Regions from separate parts of the Ovis aries genome. Here region 1 is linked to region 2. A link is a contact called in public Hi-C data. All regions are on one chromosome and are shown on one strand. The core of a region is the stretch at or near the end of the contact, and the rest is flanking DNA. Distances in the headings are between cores, read along the strand shown.

The links. A called contact is a pair of places that touch in the nucleus more often than the background predicts.
Region 1: a Hi-C map of hypothalamus shows a contact between it and region 2, with 7 times the contacts expected there. The contact joins two enhancer-like sites. A contact is called at or near these places in 10 of 16 Hi-C or Micro-C datasets (blood, hypothalamus, mesenteric adipose tissue and 5 more).

Annotation. Positions count from the first base shown.
Region 1 is chr11:54,130,483-54,136,325 of ARS-UI_Ramb_v3.0, reverse strand. No RefSeq gene overlaps it. Among named protein-coding and RNA genes, the nearest start is that of SEC14L1, 39 kb to the right of the region's middle. Within about 2 kb of position 4,470, at least 4 of the 54 cell types and tissues checked have an H3K27ac peak or open chromatin away from gene starts, as enhancers often do. A contact at or near this core is called in hypothalamus, where this site is marked.
Region 2 is chr11:54,040,538-54,047,016 of ARS-UI_Ramb_v3.0, reverse strand. No RefSeq gene overlaps it. Among named protein-coding and RNA genes, the nearest start is that of SEPTIN9, 27 kb to the right of the region's middle. Within about 2 kb of position 4,001, at least 12 of the 54 cell types and tissues checked have an H3K27ac peak or open chromatin away from gene starts, as enhancers often do. A contact at or near this core is called in hypothalamus, where this site is marked.

The sequences.
Region 1 (5,843 bases), core at 3,221-5,720, 89 kb before region 2:
GTCTCGTTGCGGAGGGCTCTTGGCACATGGGCGTCCGTAGCTGCGGAGCTTGGGCTCAGTAACTGTGACTCCAAGGCTCCAGAGCACAGGCCCAGCAGTTGCGGTGCATGGACTTAGTAGACCCACGGCATGTGGGATCTTCCCAGACCAGGGATGGAACCTATGTTTCCTGTATTGGCAGGTGGATTTTTTTTACCACTGTGCCACCAGGGAAGCCCCTGGATGTGGGTTCTTAACACTGAAACTTCAGCTTTTGTCTGTGACTGCACCTCTAGACAACAGTCTTCATTTTTTCTTTTCCTTTTCAACCATGTTGTGTGGCTTGCAGGATCTTAGTTCCCTGACCAGGGTCGAATCTGGATCCTGGCAGTGAGAGAGAGACAGGAGAGAGGCCCCAGGGTGAGCAGCTGCAATACATTCCCTGTGGACAGAAGCTCCGTAACAGCAAGAGAGGAGGCTGGGCCCTGCCCCAGATGAGAGATGAAAGACCACACAATCCTCATTCTTGAAGTCAAGGAGACTTGCCTGACTACACATGCGCAGAAAGGCTCCTTGGAGGTCAAAAAGGGAGAAGGGCGCTTCCCCACAGTAAGTGATGCCAACCTACCCCTGGGCCTCTTTGTAGAATCCATCCTGGTTGAGAGATGCACACACATGGGAGGACCCTGACATGTGCCAAATACAGACAAGGCAAAACACGGTGATTGGACAAAGGAAACCTGGAAGAAATGCCCCCATGAAAGCGATTCAAACTACCACAAGGGCGCGAATCCCTCTCTCTGAGCCTGCCAGTGTGGCCATCCGCATGTACTCTTTTCCTCCTAATAAATACTTTACAGTTTCATTACTTCGTTCTGTCTTTGTGGGAATTTATTTCTGCAAAGCCGTACAGGCCAGGGCCTTGTCACTGGCCCGCTGGTTCCTTGTGGTCTGTGTGTGTGTGTGTGTGTGTGTTAGTCGCTCAGTTGTGCTCAGCTCTTTGTGATCCCATGGACTGTAGCCCGCCAGGCCCCTCTCCATGGAATTCTCCAGGGAAGAACACTGGAGTGGGTAGCCATTCCCTTCTCCAGGGGATCTTCCTGACCCAGGAATTGAACCCCAGTCTCCTACACTGCAGGTGAATCTTTACCATCTGAGCCACCACGGCAGCCCTCCTGGTGGTCTAGGGGCTAGGATTCAGTGCTCTCACTTCTGTGGCCTGACTTCAGTCTCTGCCTGGGAATTGAAACCCTGCTTCAAGCCGCTGCAGGCTGAGGCCACCCAAGATCAAAAGCGCCGAATCCTGACCACTGTACTACCAAGGGATTCCCACGACATCAGTCTTCGCTAGTTCTCCTACGTGACAAGTGTGCTGGGCACCTGAGCAGGTGGTGGAGGGAACCTTTGAACCCACAGGAGGAAACTCGTGAGAACACTCCGTGTGGCTGATGGCACTCCTGCACATGGCTCCTGGAATGTCCCCCAGCTGTCTCCTGATCACTCCGTTCCAGCCCCTCTGTGGGGTTGGCCTCCGCTGGTCGAGGCCTGGTGACAGCGCCCTTATTTTCCCCAAAGAATACATGTGTTTATATATAACAGGCTGCTCCGCCCTGTGGATGAGCCTTACCATTTACGATGTTTGTTCCTCTGGATTATGTAAGAGGGTTGAAGCAGGCAGGTCTCCAGTCTTTCCAAAAAGATGCTACTTTAATAGTTGTTGTTTAGTCATTAAGTCATGTCTCTTTTCCGACCCCATGGACTGTAGTCCACCAGGCTCCTCTGTCCATGGGATTTCCCAGGCTAGAATACTGGAGTGGAACGCCTTTTTCCTTCTCCAAGGGATCTTCCTGACCCAGGGATTGAATAATAGTAGCAATGCACAATTAAACATGTGGACTCTAAGAAGTCATTTTTCTTATGTTAAAAATGGCCCTGGGACCCAAAAGGACTATACATTACGTCGTTCAGTCATGTCCAACTCTTTGCGACCCCAGGGACAGTAGCCCACCAGGCTCCTCTGTCCATGGGATTTTCTAGGCAAGAGTACTGGAGTGGATTGCCATTTCCTTCTCCAAGGGATCTTCCCAACCCAGGGATCGAACCCAGGTCTCCCGCATCGTAGACAGATGCTTTACCGTCTGAGCCACCCGGGAAGTCAAAGGACTATAGCAGAAAACAATAAAAAATGAGCTAAAGAGTAGTTCAATCAAGTCAAGATTTTGAGCTTCTTTCTTTGTCCACTAGAGGGTGATATCATACACCAGACTGTGCTCTCTTTTGTAATTCGGTATAGAGGGTTTTTTTATTTTGTGGGAGTTTCTTTGTTTCATTTATTTATTTACTTTATTTTGGGGGTTGGTGATTTTTTTTTCTTTTTTCTTTTTTTGGAATTTAGTCAAGATTTTATTTCATCAGAAAGTTATGCAGAAGAATTAACCTGCATGGTTAGGCTCTTTCTTAGAAATCTGCCAGGGTGTCCCAGCTGCACAGAGTCCCCGGGAAGCATTCATCATGTCACAGGCCAGCTGAACACTTGGCGCTTGGGGATTAGAGCACATCGCAATGAGGCTTTCTGGCCAGAGTCATTCCCAGTGACAACAGGTGGTTCTACTCAGCATGAAAGATTTTCTTTGATGAGGAATCCAGTGCAACACATACCAGAATTTGAAGTCCCAGATAGGGTGTTAAGGGTTCAGAAGTATCTCTGGCCAGAACATTGCTCATATTTGACACTGAAGGGTACAAATCAAGGCCAAAAGAAGTTTGTACAGAGCCCGTGTGATTCAGATGGCTGATTAATATCTGCTGGAAAAATGATGTTGATCTGGAAAAAAAAAGTTACAACTCTGAAAGTGTAATTTTAAGTAGAGTACTACACGTTCTCTGGTTTATGAACCTGGTGACAGTTTTCTGATGGATTGAACAAATATGGAACACTCACTGCTGGCTGAGTGAGGCCAGGACAGAAAGCAAGACCGAGGTAACTCATCTTCGCGGAGCTGACATTCTAGTGCAGGGGAGATAGTGAAATCATTAGAGTCCTGGGGTCACGTGATTGTGAAGGGGGCGTGGGGGATGGGGAGAAATCCGGGCTAGGAAGGAGTGGAGGGTGAGGTTTGCAATTTCACTTATTGTTTTTTATTTATTCCCCACCCATCCCCACACTGCTCAGCCTGTTGGATCTTAGTTCCCCGGCCAGGGACTGAATGCATGGCCCCTGCAGTGGAAGGAAGGAGTCTTAACCACAGGACCACTAGGGAGGTCCCTGCAATTTTAGTTAGGGTGTTCAGGAAGGGCCTGAATCTTTAATCTTTAACAAAATCCGAAAAGAAGTGAGTGGATCACGGGACACCCTGGAAGAACATCCCAGGCAGAGGAACAGCCAGTGTGGAAGCAGCGAAAGCCACCAGTACAATGGACGGTGGGCAAGAAGGGTTTATGAGCAGGACTGCAGGGAGCTGGGGACCAGGTCTTGCAGGATCTTGCAGGAAATTGTGAGACTTTGGCTTTTACTCTGATGAGTATCAGTAGCTCACACGTTCCCTTTTCATTTTTTAGAGACCTTTCCTGCTCCCCTGCACCCAATAAAGTAGTTGATTTTAGACGTCTTTCTTGCTCTCGTACTAACAAATTTGCCCATTAAGCTGATCCCAGATCAGGGAGAGTTATCTTTGCCTTGGCAGTTAGAGGAGTCTTTCGCTCTTGGCTCTGTTGAACTTGAACTTTGGTGTCCTGAGATGAGTGACATGGAAAAATGTTTAGATGTGTTGAGTAAAGTTCCTGGGACAAATGACCTTCTTTGCAAATGAACACCCTTTGCCCTTCCCCTTGTAGACGAAGTCAGAGGCTACCTGAATGCCTGCACGTCTCATCAGCAAGGGTCCTGGTCCCAGGTCACTTGTGCAGCTTCCACCATAGCTCGAGTGCTCTGTGATTGTTTTTTTGCCTGTTTCCACCTCATAGGAACGGTGTGCTTGTCTCTTGACCAAAGTGTAGAAGTGTGTCATTTAAATCATTCAATTCAAATGGCTCAGATGGTAAAGAATTTACCTGCAACGCCAAAGACCTGGGTTTGATCCCTGGATTGGAAGATTCCCCTTGGAGAAGGGAATGGCTACCCACTCCAATATTCTTGCCTGGAGAATTCAAAGGACAGAGAAGCCTGGCAGGCTACAGCCCTCGAGGTCGCAAAGAGTCAGACACGACCGAGGGACGAACACTTTCACACACACTTTCACTTGACCATCCGGAAAACTAGAAAAAGCACGTCCCTTTATGATAGTTACAAGCGTACAGGCTGGTTGTGGTTGTCCGTGGATACACATAATGAATACGTTGAAAACAATTAGTCATTCTGACTTTTTTTTTCCAATCAGTTTTGCAGCTACAGCAGAAAAGGAGGTCTTTATTGCAAATTTAATTCAAGTGGAGCTGAGAAAGTCATTGGAAGCTCACGTGTCCCTTCTGCCTGTCAGCTGTGCAGTTGGGTGATGGTTACACAACGCCGCTTTAGGTCGGCAGCCTCCGGCAGTTGGACATTGAGATTACTGTATCGAGTTAAAAAAGGACTACTGTTTTCTTTCAACAACAAATTCCTTGTTAACAAAACCAAGATGTGGGGTCTTTTAAAATTTATCTTTTAATTAGAGGAAAATTGCCTTACAATGTTGTGTTGATTTCTTCCTTACAACAACGCAAATCAGCCATAATTGCCAGTTGGCAAAAGTGGTAAAGAACGTGCCTGCTGATACAGGAGGCGTGAGAGATCCTCTCACGAGTTTGATCCCTAGGTTGGGAAGATCCCCTGGAGGAGGGCATGGCACCCCACTCCAGTGCTCTTGCCTGGAGAATCCCAGGGACGGGGGAGTCTGGTGGGCTGCCGTCTATGGGGTCGCACCGAGCCGGACACGACTGAAGCGACTTAGCAGCAGCAGCAGCAGCAGTGTATGTATATCGATGCCACTTTCTCCCTTTGTCCCACTTCTTTCCCCCTATTATGTCCACCAGTCTGTTTTCTTTATCTGACTCTGTTCTTTCCCTGAGAATAGAATACCACTTAATACCATTTTTCTAGATTCCTCATATATGTGTTAAGGTACAATGTTCTTCTCTTTCTGACTCGCTTCACTCTGTGTAACAGGCTATAGGTTCATCCAAGGATGTGGGCTTTTCATAACTGACTTCCATCAGCAGCTACGTAAGCTGCCTGCTTATGGGACAGAATTCCTTTAGAATTCCACCTGTGCGGGCTGTCCCCTCTGAGTCAAATTTCCAACATTTGTGGCTACTTGCAAACTTTATTAGGTTGTCACTTTCTGTCATGACGAATTACGGTAATGAGCTATGGGCAAAGCTTCCAAAAATCCCCTTCACTATTGTGCTGTCTTTGTTCCCAATTACTTGAGAGTTGATTACCTCTTTGTAAGTTAATAGGGAGAAAGAAAAAGAAGATATTAAGAAGTCAAAATGAAACAAAGGCCTCACTTCCTCTGGTCATGTTAGATTTATATCAGCACTGCTGGGTGTTTGTTTTTAGTTCAGTTTTGTGTGTGTGTGTGCTCAATAAAGCACTAGTTTAAAAATTCATAGGATGGAAATGCTGGCACTGAACAGCAGTTGCCTGCTTCCCACAGCCCTCTCCACTCGGCTTCACTTCAGTTCAGTTCAGTTCAGTCGCTCAGTCGTGTCCAACTCTTTGCGACCCAATGAATCGCAGCACACCAGGCCTCCCTGTGCATCACCAACTCCCAGAGTTCACCCAAACTCATGTGCATCAAGTCGGTGATGCCATCCAGCCATCTCATCCTCTGTCGTCCCCTTCTCCTCTTGCCCCCAGTCCCTCCCAGCATCAGGGTCTTTTCTAA
Region 2 (6,479 bases), core at 2,752-5,251:
AGGCCCAGTACACACGGCTCAGTGGCCTTGCCCCGCCCTGCCCCGCCATGGGGAACAGGCTGCAGTTTTCTTCAAACTCCAGGAAGTCAAACAGGACTCAGGCTGGACACCCGATACCATGTTTCTCTTTTACATATATACTAGATTAAAACTGTTAGCTAAAGAACGCTCCCCAGAACACACGATCAGGTGGATCCTGTCTACATTACACGTGGTGCAAACTGAACATGCCGATAGTTTCACATGGACTATCAAACCAGTATTTTTCATTGTACAAAAATGTTTATGTAGTTGACAGGCAAGAAGACACATATGATACTTTGCATTTTCACTTATCATCTGTGATGAAGTTTAAAAAGGCTTTGGAAGAAACTGGGAGATTTCTTTAGTAACAAAATGGGTCCCTTCATCAGGTGGCCAGGGGCCTTCAGAAGCCTGGGCGGCCTGGTCCCCAGCTCCTGCGTTTGACCCTGCGGGAGGCCTGCTCTCAGTGGGAGTGCCCACACAGATTGCCCAGGCCTCAGGGCGGGAGCAGGTAAGGCCTGCAGGTGGCCCACACGCCCGCAGCCCGGCCTAGGTTGTGAGCCTGCCTTCCCCCTCCCCCCGGCATTCAAGACAGGCTCCAGTTAGCAGCACCAAGTGGAGTACTGCTGACTCGGCCAGCTTGTCCCCGAGGGGAGGGAAGACTTTTGCCACGGATTCCTTCCTGCTCTGCTGTCTCCTGGGCCCACTTTACAAGCCACTAATGTAGCGGCAGCTTCTGGTGGCGGCTGCAGCAACAGGAAAAGCAGATGGGGTCGGCAGCACCTGTCCCCTGCCGCCCGTCCCTGTCCTCAGAGCCTCTGGGAAACGGGCATCAACAGTGGGCGGTGGGTCTTTGTATCAGGCCAGCAAGTCGTTAGCATGTATTGATCTGCATTGATGTTACATATGTGTGAATACATGTATAACATGGATATATAATGTGCACACACACTCCAGGTTCTTCCTCAATGACTCAGTGGTAAGGAATCCGCCCGCAGTGCGGGAGACCTGGGTTGGGAAGATCCCCTAGAGGAGGGCATGGCAACCCACTCCCAAGATTCTTTCCTGGAGAATCTCATGGACAGAAGAGGCTGCCGGGCTCCAAGTCCATGGAGCCATGGAGTTGGACATGACTGAAGTGACTGAGCACGCCCGGGTGCCCACACACACACGTATCCCCTGCTTTTCCAAAATGCACCTTACACCATTTTCCTTTTATGAAAGACCTACATTAGCACCCATTTTCAGTAACAGAAATCCGAAGAGGATTTTTGCTTGTGTGAAAGGCAGAGTGAGAACAGCGTTCAGTGTTGGTTTCGTTACAGAGGGAGTGCTCCTGAGTAGTGAGGGAGGGCCCCCCAGGCTCCTTCCCAGAAACCACACTTGGCATCTCAACACGCAGCCGCCGCAGCTGTGAACCCTGTCTCCGTGTCTGTGCTTTATCGCAGTTTATTCTTTGAACCGGTTACCAGAGCATACCCTAAGGTAATTGCTTCTTCCCTTAATGCTATTTTGACTTAGGAAGGGTTTCATAGGACCACTGTACTTTCGGACAGTGGGAATAATAAACAAGCTTTGGTTATAAAATTTATTGATCAACTTAGCACCTGGATTATGGTCTTTCAATACCTTTCCTCGCTGAAGAAGCCATTCTTGGAGAAATGGCTGATTCTAGGTCTGGTACAGGAAATTTACAAGATCGAGCCGGGGAAATGTTATCTCATCAAAGAGGAAAGAAGTGATCAAAGACACAAGGGTCATAGCACAAGGGCTCGGAAGCTGACTTGAGGCTTTCATTGGTCAAGAATGAAACACCTTGGGGGACTTCCCTGGTGGTCTGTTGACTGAGACTCTGTGCTCCCAACACAAGGGGCCCGGGTTCCATTCTTGGTCAGGGAATTAGATCCCACGTGCTGCAACTAAGTCCCTATGCCGCACCTAATAACAGTCCTGCATGTCACCTAATAACAACGGTCCTGCATGTCACAACTAAGACCTGGTGCAGCCAAATAAATAGAATGGAGCACTTTAGATTGCAATCAACTTCCAACCCCCTGACTGTTAAAATCCATGAATTCATAATTCTAAGTAATTTTCATATAGAACTGATCCCCTTTGGAGGACAATAAGGAACCAATTTTGAAAGCTCGTAAGTAAACAAGGTGACTTTATCCTGCCTTTCCTAAATGGACAGAAGCTGGAGAGCAGTACCCATGAAAGTAAGCAAGCTAATTAATTAAAGGAATAACTGCCATTTTGCATGAGTGAACAGATATAAGCGTTCAGCATCTTCAGTTACTCAGTTCCGTTCAGTCACTCAGTCATGTCTGACTGCGACCTCATGAACTGCAGCACGCCAGGCCTCCCTGTCCATCACCAGCTCCTGAAGTTTACTCAAACTCGTCCACTGAGTCAGCAATGCCATCCAACTGTCTCATCCTCTGTCATCCCCTTCTGCCTTCAATCTTTCCCAGCATCAGGGTCTTTTCCAATGAGTCAGTTCTTCACATCAGGTGGCCAAAGTATTGGAGTTTCAGCTTCAGCATCAGTCCTTCCAATGAATATTCAGGACTGATTTCTTTTAGGATGGACTGGTTGGATCTCCCTGCAGTCCAAGGGACACTCAAGAGTCTTCTCCAATACCACAGTTCAAAAGCATCAGTTCTTCGGTGCTCAGCTGCTAAGGTCACAGAAGGACAACTGCATATTCTGGTCATCTGGAGAACTGCAGCCCTGTGAGTTCTTAAGCCCAAGCCAGGCTCTGGGTCTGGCTGCTGATTTGTAGGAAGTATAGAAGATGGGCAACAGCTGAACTGCACTACGGGAAACGAGGTTCGGGTTCTTCAACAAATAAATTGTGCGGGGAAGAAAGGAATGGAAGTGGGGGAGTCCCATAAATTAAAGAGATTTTCACTTAACAAGCAAGACCAAACAGTATTACCTAGAGATGCACATAGCCAAGTGATGGTTCCTTCTGGGGATGCAGCCCAGGTTATGGGCGGCGTGGGGCGGTCTTTCCACCGAGTTGCGGATTCGACTATGCTCTTCCATGTCTCTGTTTTATAGTAAGGTTTATTGTTGTTTTTTAGTTAGGGCTTTAGGTGGGTTGTTTTCACTACAAGGAAAGTAATGCTGGTTCTTTCACTGGGAATCTCCTCCTTTTACCTGGACTTCCCTGGTGGCTCACTCAGTAAAGTATCTGCTTGTAATGCAGGAGACCCCGGTTGGGTGCCTGGATTGGGAAGTTCCGCTGGAGAAGGAAATGGCAACCTACTCCAGCATTCTTGCCTGGGAAATCCCATGGACAAAGGAGCCTAGTGGGCTGCAGTCCATGGGGCTGCAGAGTTGGCCACAGCCGAGCAACTTAACACTTCTGCTTTCCTTTTACCCAGATCACAAGGTGGGGGCTGCTGGCACCCACGGCCCAAGTTTCGAGCCCGGGGACATACCCTGCGTTTGTTGTGTCTGTGCCCAGGACAGCAAAACAGTGCCAGCCAGCTGGCAGCAAGTGACAGCCGGGCTCCTGGGGTCTTCCAGGAGAAAATCGGAGGCTGGTCCCTTTAAAATTCTACCCCTGCTGAGTGCTGCCTATGACCTGCCCTTTCTCTTCCTTCAAATAGAAGCAACCACTTTCCCACTCCGACCTTGCCTTTGGGTTTAAGAGTGCGGTCGGTCACCAGGGCCTGTTTTGACAGCGACAGAGAGCCAGTTATGAGCCCTGGGGTATCCAAATTACTGAGCCTCTGTGCACCAGCCCCAAACGCCCTGTGTCAAAGTGAGACACAAGGGCAGGGGAGTCTCTGGGCTCTTTCTGGGAACCTAAGAGAGGCGAGTGCCTAGCTCCAGAAAGTAGGACCCTCCCAGCTGCTCCTGTAGAAGCATCCAGATTCCCACGGAATTGTCGGGCTGCCGAGTCGTGCTCCTTCCGTTTTGCCAGGCTGGTCTGCACCCCTGCTCAGAGTCCCTGCGTTACAGTCAGAGAGCAAAACCCATCCTCAGCCCCCAGCTGGGGCCCCCTTCCGGCCGATGAAGGTTAGTCACAGCTCCATCCAGGGAATTGCGTCCATGGGCGCCACCTTGTGGCCACGAGGAAGATGTGCATGCCCGTCATCGAGTTGGGCAGTGAGCGTCTCTGCTTTCATCTCTGCCCCTGGAGTCCCAGCCATGGGAGAAAACTCTTCAGCTCCCACGTCTGCTAAAATCTTGCCTGGAAGAGGTGTGATGGGTAATTCTATGGGTCGATTTGGCTGAGCCGTGGGGCCAAGCTATTTGGTCACCATACAGTTCTGAGTGTGTCTGTGAGGGTGGTTTTTTTTTTTTTAGATGAAATTAACATTTACTGGGTAGACTGAGAAAAGCAGATGGGCCCCATCCAATCAGCTCAAGGCCTGAATAGAACAAAAAGGTTGACCCTCCCATAAGTTAGAGAGGATTCCTCCTCCCCAGTGGCCTTGATCTGAGACACTGGCTTTTTCTCTTTTGGAGTGGGCACCAGCTCTTCCTGAGTCTGCCATCTGCCTGCCTTTAGGAGTCAGGCCGTCAGCTCTCCTGGGTCTCCAGCTCACCCACTGCAGGTCCCAGGACTCGTCAGCCTCCATTATCACATGAGCCAGTTCCTTATGCCAAGCCTCTTTCTGTACAAATACATCCTATTATGTATATACATCCTGTGGAAACTTGATAGATTGCAGAAAGTTTGCTCCAGTCCTGGCATTGCAAAGCCTTTGACATTTACCACTTACAACAACAAAAAGCCTGATTAATCTGGAATCATCTCTCCTCAGCTGGGGTGGGGGGTGGGTGTGTGTTTTGATTTGGGTTTTCCCCTCTATAGGTTTATCCTTCTTTATTTTACGTAGAATGAAATTCCAGGCTGTCAGAGCTGGGCAAAGAGCTTAGACTGATCTGAAAGTGAAAGCTGCTCAGTCGTGTCCAACTCTTTGCGACCCCATGGCCTATACAGTCCATGGAGTTCTCCAGGCCAGAATACTGCAGTGGGTAGCCATTCCCTTCTCCAGGGGATCTTCCCAACCCAGGGATCGAACCCAGGTCTCCCACATTGCAGGTGGATTCTTTACCAGCTGAGCCACAAGCTCTTACAGCTTAAGAAGGTGCAGCCCAGAGAAGGGAGGGGGTGCTCCCTGAACAGCGGCCCTGAGTCTAGCCAGGAGCTCCCACAGCCCTGGGTCTCACCTGCTTGCTGTCACTGATGATAAAATGCTGTCGCTGACGATAAAATGGGAGGAAGCAGGTTATCTCCTCAGGTCGCTGTCAAGATACAGCCAGCAAGTGGTTATCAGAGCCGGTCTGCTAATGCAGGGGTGCAGGACAGCTGGGACACTCCAAGGACTTGGGGACCCAGCCGGGGCCCAGGTCTGAGGAGACACCAGTACCTGCCGGGGAGGGTCCTCCGGGATGGGGACAAGCTGCCAAAGGCGAGATCTGAAGGCAGGGCACACGAAACAAGAAAGCTTTGCAGCACCGTCTCCTCCCATTTCAGGGAGGAAACGAGAGCCACAGGGGTGGTTAGATGTCGCTGACTGTCCCCCTGCTCGGCCGACCATGGAAATGGAGACAGACAGCCTGCTGTGGAGGGAGGTGGCTGCTGGGGACAGCTGCTTCTGGGCCTTCCAGCACCTTCTCTCTGTCTACCCCCACCCGTCACTCTCTGTGCAGGGCTGAGCACAAGGCCCGGGGTGGGGGCACAGCTCCTGCACTCACAGTCGGTGTGTGTGTCCTTGGCCCACGGCTCTGTCCCCGCCGGGGCCAAGGACAGCACCTGCCTCAGGGCAGACACCCCAAGATGTCTATGGAGTGGAATGGAGTTCTCCTCGCTTCTGGCCTCACGTGTGTGCTAAGCCATCACAGTCCTGTCCGATCCTGCGACCCCATGGAGGCCTGGCAGGCTCCTCAGTCCACGGGGATTCTCCAGGCGAGAATTGCTGGAGTGGGTGGCCATGCCCTCCTCCAGGGGATCTCCCCCACCCAGGGACTGAACCTGCATCTCTTACGTTTTCTGCATTGCCGGGCGGGTTCTTTACCACCAGTGCCACCTGGGAAGCCCCAGGTGGAGGCTGTCTTTCTCCATCAGACAACGTGAGTGAAGATGTTTCACGGCTGGAGGCATAAAAGTGCATGAGAGGCAGTCTGGACTCACTATACCCTCAGCACTGAGACAGTCAGCCCCCCGTGGCCACAGGTTTCATGTCCACAGATTCAACTGACCGTGGCTGGTTCGAGCCGCAGGTGGGCGAATCTGAGGACTTGAAACCCGCGGCTGTGGAGCCCAGGTGTCCCCTGGATGCACTGGATCAGGGCTCCACAGGGGCTCCTGGAGCCGCTTCCCCACTCCGGAAATCGAGGGACACTGTGCTCATGTTTCCTTCTGATTTTAGGAGAAATTAAAATATGTTCTTGGCCCCCAGAAGAATCCTGAGCCAGCCTCCAGGGCCTGG